2 separate regions of the Rattus norvegicus genome follow, and region 2 is linked to region 1. A link is a contact called in public Hi-C data. All regions are on one chromosome and are shown on one strand. The core of a region is the stretch at or near the end of the contact, and the rest is flanking DNA. Distances in the headings are between cores, read along the strand shown.

The links. Hi-C and Micro-C count contacts between places; a contact is called where the count stands out from the background.
Region 2: a contact with region 1 is called in a Hi-C map of Schwann cells, with 3 times the contacts expected there. The contact joins two enhancer-like sites. A contact is called at or near these places in 6 of 12 Hi-C or Micro-C datasets (the Rat2 cell line, Schwann cells, frontal cortex and 3 more) and 1 of 1 datasets of contacts at active chromatin or transcription factors (oligodendrocytes).

The regions. Positions count from the first base shown.
Region 1 is chr12:5,747,235-5,751,691 of GRCr8, reverse strand. LOC134481142 (a long non-coding RNA gene) reads right to left here. Exons shown (of 2, transcript XR_010056434.1): 2 at 258-4,457. It also overlaps a transcript of Stard13 not described here. Among named protein-coding and RNA genes, the nearest start is that of Rfc3, 87 kb to the left of the region's middle. Within about 2 kb of position 1,916, at least 40 of the 93 cell types and tissues checked have an H3K27ac peak or open chromatin away from gene starts, as enhancers often do. A contact at or near this core is called in Schwann cells, where this site is marked.
Region 2 is chr12:5,819,590-5,824,046 of GRCr8, reverse strand. No RefSeq gene overlaps it. Among named protein-coding and RNA genes, the nearest start is that of Rfc3, 15 kb to the left of the region's middle. Within about 2 kb of position 2,461, at least 12 of the 93 cell types and tissues checked have an H3K27ac peak or open chromatin away from gene starts, as enhancers often do. A contact at or near this core is called in Schwann cells, where this site is marked.

The DNA of each region.
Region 1 (4,457 bases), core at 667-3,166:
AGCTAGAATGTGGTGTTGTCCTAAAGGTGTATTTATGTAAAAGGTTTCTCTTCCTCGGAGGATGCACTGTGAGGCTCTTCTGGGAAACGGGTGGGCGGTCCTCTCACTACCCAGCCTGGAGGCACAGCCTGGCTTCAACCTTGTTCTACACTATTCTGGGAATTGGTATTCAGTACAGTGACATTTTTCTGATAGCAAAATCTGTTTCTACCTTTAGTGTTGAGCGATAGAAAACACTCAAAGGGATTGCTGTTGAATTTTTTAAAAAATTATTTTTTATTCTTGGACAGTTTCATAGACATATATAATAAATTCTAGTCTTTTCACTCCCTGCTATCCTCACACCCCCTTTCCTCTTCCTGCCTGAACTCCTCAGCAACTACCCTCCAATTTCATGTCTTCTTTTTGGTGTGTGAGTCATTGAATTTACATGAGCAAGGCTGGAAGGGTATTTACTGGAGCCTAAGCACAGAAACATTACCCACAGCAACCATTAACTTTCAGTGGCCCCTCAGAGAGGGGTTCACTGTCAGTAGGTTCTCAGGAGCACTCCTCAATCTTTCATAGTGAGTTCATGACTACAGCAGCCAGGTCTTGTCCGGAAGACATCTTTTTAAAGGCAGACATCCCTAGCCTCTGGCTCTTAGGGTCTCCCTGACCTGTTCTTCCATAATGCTCCCTGGACCTTGAGAGAGGGGCAAGCACTTCGCCCTTCCCCCGGCTGGACACTTTGACCAGGTGTGAGTCTCTGCGTTCACTCCCTCCTGTGGCCATGAGCCACCCTGAGCATCAGTGAGAGTGTCACTGATCTATGCACATGAGCATGAGTGTTTAGGAGGCGATGGGAGCACGTCTACTTGGCAAAACAGCAACAGTGAATGGCTCCTGAGGTCTGTGACCTCCCCGGCACCAGCAATGTTACAGTTTGCTTTCTGTTCCTGTGATAGACACCACGACCAGAAACAAGTTGGGAAGAAAGGTTTTGCTTCGACTTGCAGGTGATAGTGTATCATCGAAGGAGGCAGGAACCTGGGGATGAAACTATGGAGGGGTCTCTTGCTGGCACTAAACTCACTCGTTAGTTCATTTACTGATTCAATGATGTACTGGGTCTTTAAAGTCCTATCCCACAGGCTTCCTATATCCCATTTTATTTTTTTCCTTCTCTATTTTCTTCCTAGGAAATGGGAATTTTCATAAAGAGATGGTATTTTCAACCCTCAACAAGCAATATAAACTTTTACACAAGACTCATTAAAAAATATCATGGGTGACCCCATAAAGAAGTCATCCGACATGCTCAAGCTCTTTAGCTCTCTCTCCACTCCGAAGCCTTCCTACTCCCTAACGAGCAGGGCGCTGAGTCAGTTAACTTTTTATTCCAAGCCTCGTGAGTTTTATAAAAAGATTACATTTGACTCTGGGCATGGATTCAAAGTCTTTTGGGATAAATGACCTTCTTGTCTGACTGTCAAACACGGCCGCCACTGGCACACTCCTCGGAACCTTCATTGGAATTTATGTACCCGACGAGGAAGTGCTGCCTTTCAAATTCAACGACATCCTCCAACCATGGTTGCCGTGCAAATATGGGCCCGCCCTCAGAATAGCTAAGTGTGTTTAAATTATGTGGGACAAAGAAAGGGAGGTTTGAAAGTCCAGCAGAGAGTCGGAGAATTGACTTCCATAAAACTTAGATGCAAAAAAAAAAAAAAGAAAAAAACCAAAAATACCCTTTTTGTTCAATTGCTGGAAAGGATTTTGTCTACCTTCTTGCTTCATTGGGATTTCTTTATGTTTTCCTGGTGAGCAGAAATGTCACCGTTCATGCTGCATTTGGCTCCTGTTGGGGGGAGGCAAGGGTTTCAGCTGAGTCTAGCACAGCGGAATGAGGAGCCTCGAGTGCACAGCCAGCAGCTGGCCCTGCCAAATCAAACAGGAACCAGGGAGAACAATGGCAGATTATGTGAGGGAAAGTGGATACCCTGAACGAACAGAGCAGGAAACCCACATCAGTTACACTGGGAACCAGCGACTCTCCCACTTCACAGTGCCATCCCTCCCGCTAGAGCTCTGGGGGACATTGTGGACTCACCCAGAGCTCACCCGCAAAAGGGCAGCGGGTGGAGCAGAAGCCAGTGTGCCTTTTCTTAGAGTCTCCTGCTTGTCTCCCGGACTCTACAAGTCTTATTTGATACCATGGTGTACTTTCAATGACAGCAGCCTAAGTGGCTCCCCTCCGTGGTTGCTGAGCCAATAAAGGGTCCCACTGGCTGGAGCTGTTACGTAACAGCCCAGGATAGACAAACCGACTGCCTTTGACCCTGCTTGTGTCTTGATCTGCAGTGGGTATAAAAGTAAGATGCAGAATAAAAAGTAAATCGGCAAAAAATAACAGCTGGATTTTATTAGCAGCCACCAAAACTATCACGGAACTACCCTATAGGGTAGGCTCTTGGTAGCTCTGCCTGAGGCCACCGGTCCCGGCGATATTCACCTTGAAGCCTGGTTGGGTACCCAGCACAGGTTCAGGGTGGGCAAACAGGTCCGAGAAATCAAAAAGGGCAGCAGAGAACTGGGTGTGACTGAATCATTTACCCTTTAGTTTTTATTTCTTGTGCATGGCTGTTTTGTCTAAATGTGTGTATGTGCACTATGTATGAACAACGCTCAAGGAGGCCTCTAGGGGTGTTGGATCCCTGGAACTAGAGTTAGACGTGGTTGTGAGCCATGGTATGGGTGCTGGTCATTGAACTCTGGTCCTCTGGAAGAGCAGTCCCATGAACTTTTTAAATTTTCAAGTATTTGTGAAATTTGGGATACATTTTGGTTTTAATTTTTAACACAGGTCAAAATATATTGCCATGTTTTGTATGTACTGGATTTGTTATGACTCAGTGTGTGGACTACTTTTAGCAGTGAACTGTTCATATTTGAGTACAGTGTAAACCCTCTGAGGGCTGAGCTCAACATACTGCTTTATTGACCCACTTTGTTATCACCTGGATGCACATTTATAAATCTTTTTGTCTTCTTGATCCATGTGAATTATGCACATTTCATTATGATTGCGTGCCTTCAGTTCCTCTGTCTAACTGTCCATTTCAGCTCTCCCTATTCGGAGGATTTATATAGGAACTTAGAATTCTTAAATTATCATTTGCTTTCAACTGCATTCTCTCACTGACTCTAATAACATCCTTTTCACTTAAAATAACTTATGGTTGATGGAATTTTTATGTCGCTTTGGTCTTGTTGTTTGAGGAGGAGGCTCCTGAGATAGCCTAGGCTGACCCTCCACTTTCAGTCACCCCGTTTATGCCTTCCCGGAACTGGGCTTCTTATATGCATGTACCAGGACACCCAGGAAGAGCCTGGGTGCTTTATCCTCAGTGTTGCTGTGCTCCTGAGTGAGACCTTTCACCTGCGGCTCTTTAGTTCTATAGCCCCCCTCCCCCCAGGACGGCCATTATTAATGCTGCCATCTGCTTCTGCTGGTCTTCAGATCAATTCACCCAAGGCTTCTCCTAACATTTTGCTGTTTTCAAGTTTTCTATATTTTGGGTTCATTTTTTTTGTTTGTTTGGGTTTTTTTTTGTTTTGTTTTGTTTATTTTTTTTTGTTTTTTTGGTTTTTTTTTCTTTTGTTCTCTGTAAATTCCTGGAATGGTATTTATTGGAGCAGGATTATAAGTTGAACTCGCCGTGTTTTTGTCTGAATGCATCTATGTTTTGCCTCTGTTTGTATATTACTCTTTAGTTCAAAGCAGAATTTGAGGTTTTTGCATAGATAATTTTTAGCGTTCCCGAGCTGTTATGCTCTTTCCTGGCCTCTGCTATGGCTCGGGAGAGCTCTGTTGTTGAATGTTTACAGTCGACTTTTTTCTGGGTTTGCATAAATGTTCTTGACTTTGATGTTTTTTTTTTGTTTTTTTTTTCCCTGGAGCTGGGGATGGAACCCAGGGCCTTGCGCTTGCTAGGCAAGCGCTCTACCACTGAGCCAAATCCCCAACCCCATGACTTTAATGTTCTTTTATTTCATCATCACGCATCTCTGTATCTTTTCCTCAAAGCCGACATGCACTGTATTATTATGCACATGTGTATATGTGCATATGTACATGTGTGCACACATATGTAAATTTGAGAATTTAGGAGCCTAGAGAGTTAGTTATCTTTGTAGATAACATGTTTGCTGTTCGACATGAGCATCCGAATTTGGTCCTCGGAGTTCACATAAAGAGCCAGGCACAGTGGCGCACTCTTCCGTTCATGACTTCTCTTTTCAGCTCTGAGTTGGTTAATCTGCCAATTTATTTTCATCTTTCTAATGCTTGCATAGATGTATATGGTGTATGTGTGTGCTATACATATGTGTATTCGTGTGTGTGTTTGTGTGTGTGTATGTGTGTGTGTGTGCATGTAGAGGCCATAAATTAATATCTGATGTCTTCCACC
Region 2 (4,457 bases), core at 1,212-3,711, 72 kb before region 1:
GACTAATAATACGATCTGCAATCCCCTTGCTAGGAGAACAGACATAGAAGGATTCCAGATGCTCACTAGCTGACAGACTAGGATAGTAATGGCAAAGTCCAGATCCACCGAGAGACCCTGTCTTAAGACAAAAGGAAGACCTCCAGTGTTGACCTTTGACTTCTACAAGCACATGCATGGGCAATCACACCCACTCCTACACACACACACACACACACACACACACACACACACACATCTGCACATGAACACACATACACACACTCATATTCTACATATACACCTACTCATGCACACAACACACTCACTCCTACACACACACACACACACACATCTGCACATGAACACACACATATACACACTCATACTCTACACACACCTACCCATGCATACCACACAAACACATGCCCCTGCACACACACACATACACATACACACATACACACACATCTGCACATGAACACACACTCATACTCTACACACACACTTACTTGTGAACACTTCACAAATACACAAATCCTACACATATACAACACATAGCCTTACACACAGAGTGTACCCTGTACATACATACACAGACCCCCTACTCATGCATACAGTGCACATGTGCTTGCTCGCACACATGTAAGCAATCCGGAGGGGATTCAAAGTGTTCAGCAGTGTGTGTGTACGATCTCTGCAAACATAGTTTAAACAGGGCCTAGGACGTCTGAACAATTTCACAGCTGCAAGAGCGTGGAGGCAATCATTCAGGGGTGCAGAAGGAGGATCATATCCCCAACCCTCTAAGCAAACAGTTCTGTGTATTTGCAGCCAAACGCTTTCTAAATTTTTCAAAAACCGCCGAATTGGGATGTTTAGAGCCATCACCGCTGCAAACAACAAAACCTTTCTGAGAACAGTAAAAATCTCTTCAGCCTGCTCGAATCCCATGTGGATTCCACAGCAGTACTGGGCCCAAATAAACATAAAGATAGATGGACAATCAGACAGATAGATTGATGGATGATAGATAGGTAGACAGCATGACAGATGATAGAGGAAATTACATTATGTGGCAATGTGATTTGACTTCCAAATCAGAGTTTGTCTGTGTTAGCCGTGGAGAATTCAGTAACGATGTAATAATGTAATAATTTAATTCTGATCATTCATGCCCCCAAAGTCTCATCTCAGAGAAGCAGATAATTGAAGCGGCATTTGTTTACTCTAGTTTATATTATCGGGTTAATTAATTCTACTTCCCATTTCCGTTTGCTAATGTAATGTGACCTCAATGTTCCGTTCTGAGTAGATTGGTTAGGAGACTTGGTTTACACACGTGGCTCTTGCAAATGCAATCTGAGACATATACATGCATTGCAACCACCATCACTAGATGAAGACCTAATTAATTCATTCTGCAGAAAAGTAAAAATGAATGCTTCCAATTAATGGATGGCACACACCAAAGTTAGTATTTAGTTAAATATTCAAATAAGTCCATGTTTTAGTTTGCTTTCCGTTGAGGTGATTAGCCACACTGACCAAACACAACTTGGGAAAGAAAAGGTTTATTTCATCTTATGGCCTAGGGTCCATCACCCAGGGAAGCCAGGGCAGGAGTTTAAACAGGAACCTGGAGGCAGGAATTGAAACAGAGAACATTGCTCACTGATTTGGTCCCCATGGCTTGCCCAGCCTGTGATTTTTTTTTTTTTTTGCTTTTTTAAAGTTTTTTAAAAAATATTATATATGAAACACTACATTGTTTCTTCAGGTTTCAACCTGAAAAGACATCAACTAAATATGCCAGAGGAACCAGAACAAGAAAAACTTGTTTTTGCTTAATGAAGAGAAAGAACAGACAGAAAGAAGGAAAAACACAGATTGGTCCAATAATAATTCAGATTATGAATTACTGACCAAGGTTTAAACAAGATTTTGATTTGTAACTCAGACAACACCTTATATGAAAATGCATCATGGAAGAGACTCTCATTCATGTCATGGCCACATGTCCTAGGGTGGCAGTGCTCAGGAGGCTGGGCCTTCCTACCTCGATCAACAACCAAGAAAATGCCTCACAGACTGCCTGAAGACCAATATGATGAAGGCAATTCCTCAGGTGAGGTTCTCTCTTCCCGGGTGGGCCATCACAGCCAACATTAACACCACAGCCAGTGTCTGAGCTTAGCTGCTACCCCCAAATCTCTCCATTACATCTTTCAAACCACCTCTCTAAACTAGGCCCAGTCACACATATTTATTAATTATAAACTTCCATATTCTTTGCTACCCAGACATGCTGTCCAAAATCACCTCTAAGATGCTGTTTTGCATTCTTTGGTGTAATTATATCTGCATTTCCTGGTTCCTTGTGGGCATGTGTAAGAATTTCATAATTGTGTAAGAATGTGTCTGTCCTCTCCCTTTGGAGACTCCATTCTGAGGCTTTTCCTAGTGCTTGCTATTCTCAAGTTTTGATGAGTAACACTGCCCTATGTCTTCTGGAAGCTCTGAGCAGAATGGGAAGGAATGTCTATCACAGACATTCTTTTGTCCTTTGTAATTTTCTCTCCCAAGGAAAGTCAGAAACATTGTAACTATCTGAGACCTTAAAAATGTGCACAGAACAAGCACACAGCTTTTCCTGTTAAAATTCTTTTTAGATTTATTTTTACGTGTACAAGTGTTTTTGCCTGCTTGTATCTGCATGCCTGAGGATGTCGGAAGGGACACCAGGTCCCCTGAAACTGAAGTCACGGGTGGTTGTAAGCCTCCATTTGGGTGCTGGAAACTGATCCAGGCAAGACCAGCTAGTGTTCTTAACCCTTGAGTTATCTCTCCAGCCTCTAATATAGCTGTTCTTCATTGGACATCTTAACTTCTAGCTACAACAGTTTTGGACGTTGTGCTCCTCCTGATCTTATAAGCTTACAGTATGGCGGCATCCTTATTGTCTCTGTGACCAGACTGAAATTAGTATTTTGAACCAGCCTGGTTCGGAACTTGCTATGTAGACCAGAGTGGCCTTGAACTCACAGAAATCTACCTCTGCCTCCTGAGTGCCAGGAATAAAGGTATGTCCCACTGTGCCCAACTAGTGCTGTTATGGGAGGGAGCCCAGAGGACTCTCTCGCCCATTTTCTATTTATAGCAAGAAGATGGTATCCCTGAACCAGCAACTGGCATCTTGACCTTGGACTTCCAGGTTTTAAAACTGTTAGAAATGAAAGTTATGTGGGAAGTCACTTAACCCATGGCACTTTTGCTGTAGCAGTCCAAGTGGACACCCTCAAAAGCAATCTGGAAATTTCATACTCTGCTTAGAAATAAGGCATCCATTAGACGCTGGTTGTCTAACAGAATGTCTTCCAACTGGGACCCACCTCAAGGGTTGGGAAAGCAATCAATCAAAACCTGAATAAAAGACTATTAGAATTTTCATGTAATTATGTATAAGCACGTGTCCTACTTTGGAGTCTGTTGTTGTGATAAAGCGTTGGCCAAAGCAATTCATGAATAATAGCCCACCCAGACTTCCCATGCCAACCTTTAAAAACCTATACGCATGCTACCTCTCCTGACAAGAGAAATGGTGCAGGTGTGATTCAATGAAAGCTCTTGAGATTGGGAAATTATTGGGGGGAAATGGAATCCTGCAGTCATTTGTGAGCATGCGCGTGCGTGCGTGCGTGTACAACGGTATGTGTGCATATTTGCCCGTGTGCAGTTTTGTCGAAGATGTGAATTCAGTTAACCGCCGCTGCAGTCAGGTGACAAGGATAATCCTCTCAACCCGAGGTTTCAAAATGCTACTGTCCCTCCCCCTCTCCTCAGCCTCCAGCAACTATTAATCTGAGTTCCGTCCGTATAAGATCATAATATAAATGGAACCATTCAGTACATAACCTTTGAGGACTCTTTCTTCCTCCTCGGCACACTTCTCTTGGGACCCATCCCAGTCGTTGCATGCGTTATTTTCCTGCCAAATGAAATAAAGAGAGCTATCCTGGGCCCACAGTGGCTCGACCGGGCTGTCTGCTTAGCCTCTTGCAAGGCCTGAACCAACCCGGGGCTCTGCTGATGAAGCTGCTTCCAAGCTCACTGGAGCCCTTGGCAAAGTCAGCCTTTCGGTGGTGGGACAGGGGTCACCAGGAAGCCCGTCCTTGCATCCAAAGGCTGCCTGCAGCCTCCTTATGCTCCAAAAGTCAACCTCACTGGATTTTGGCACAGGATCGTTTCCTCATTTCAAGATCCCTTTCCTTTACTGATGCTGGGAAGAACCTTCAGCTGTGTAATGTAACATCTTCACGGGTTCCAGGAACTCCGGAGTTTAGATATTCTATAAGGGCGTTCGCCCACTGACTGCATTGTGTTTATCAACGCCACGTTGCCTGCAGTCTTTTTACTGCCCAGGAATGTTCCATGGTGCGGGCACTGCATGATTTGTTTAACCCTTCACTTATTGAAAG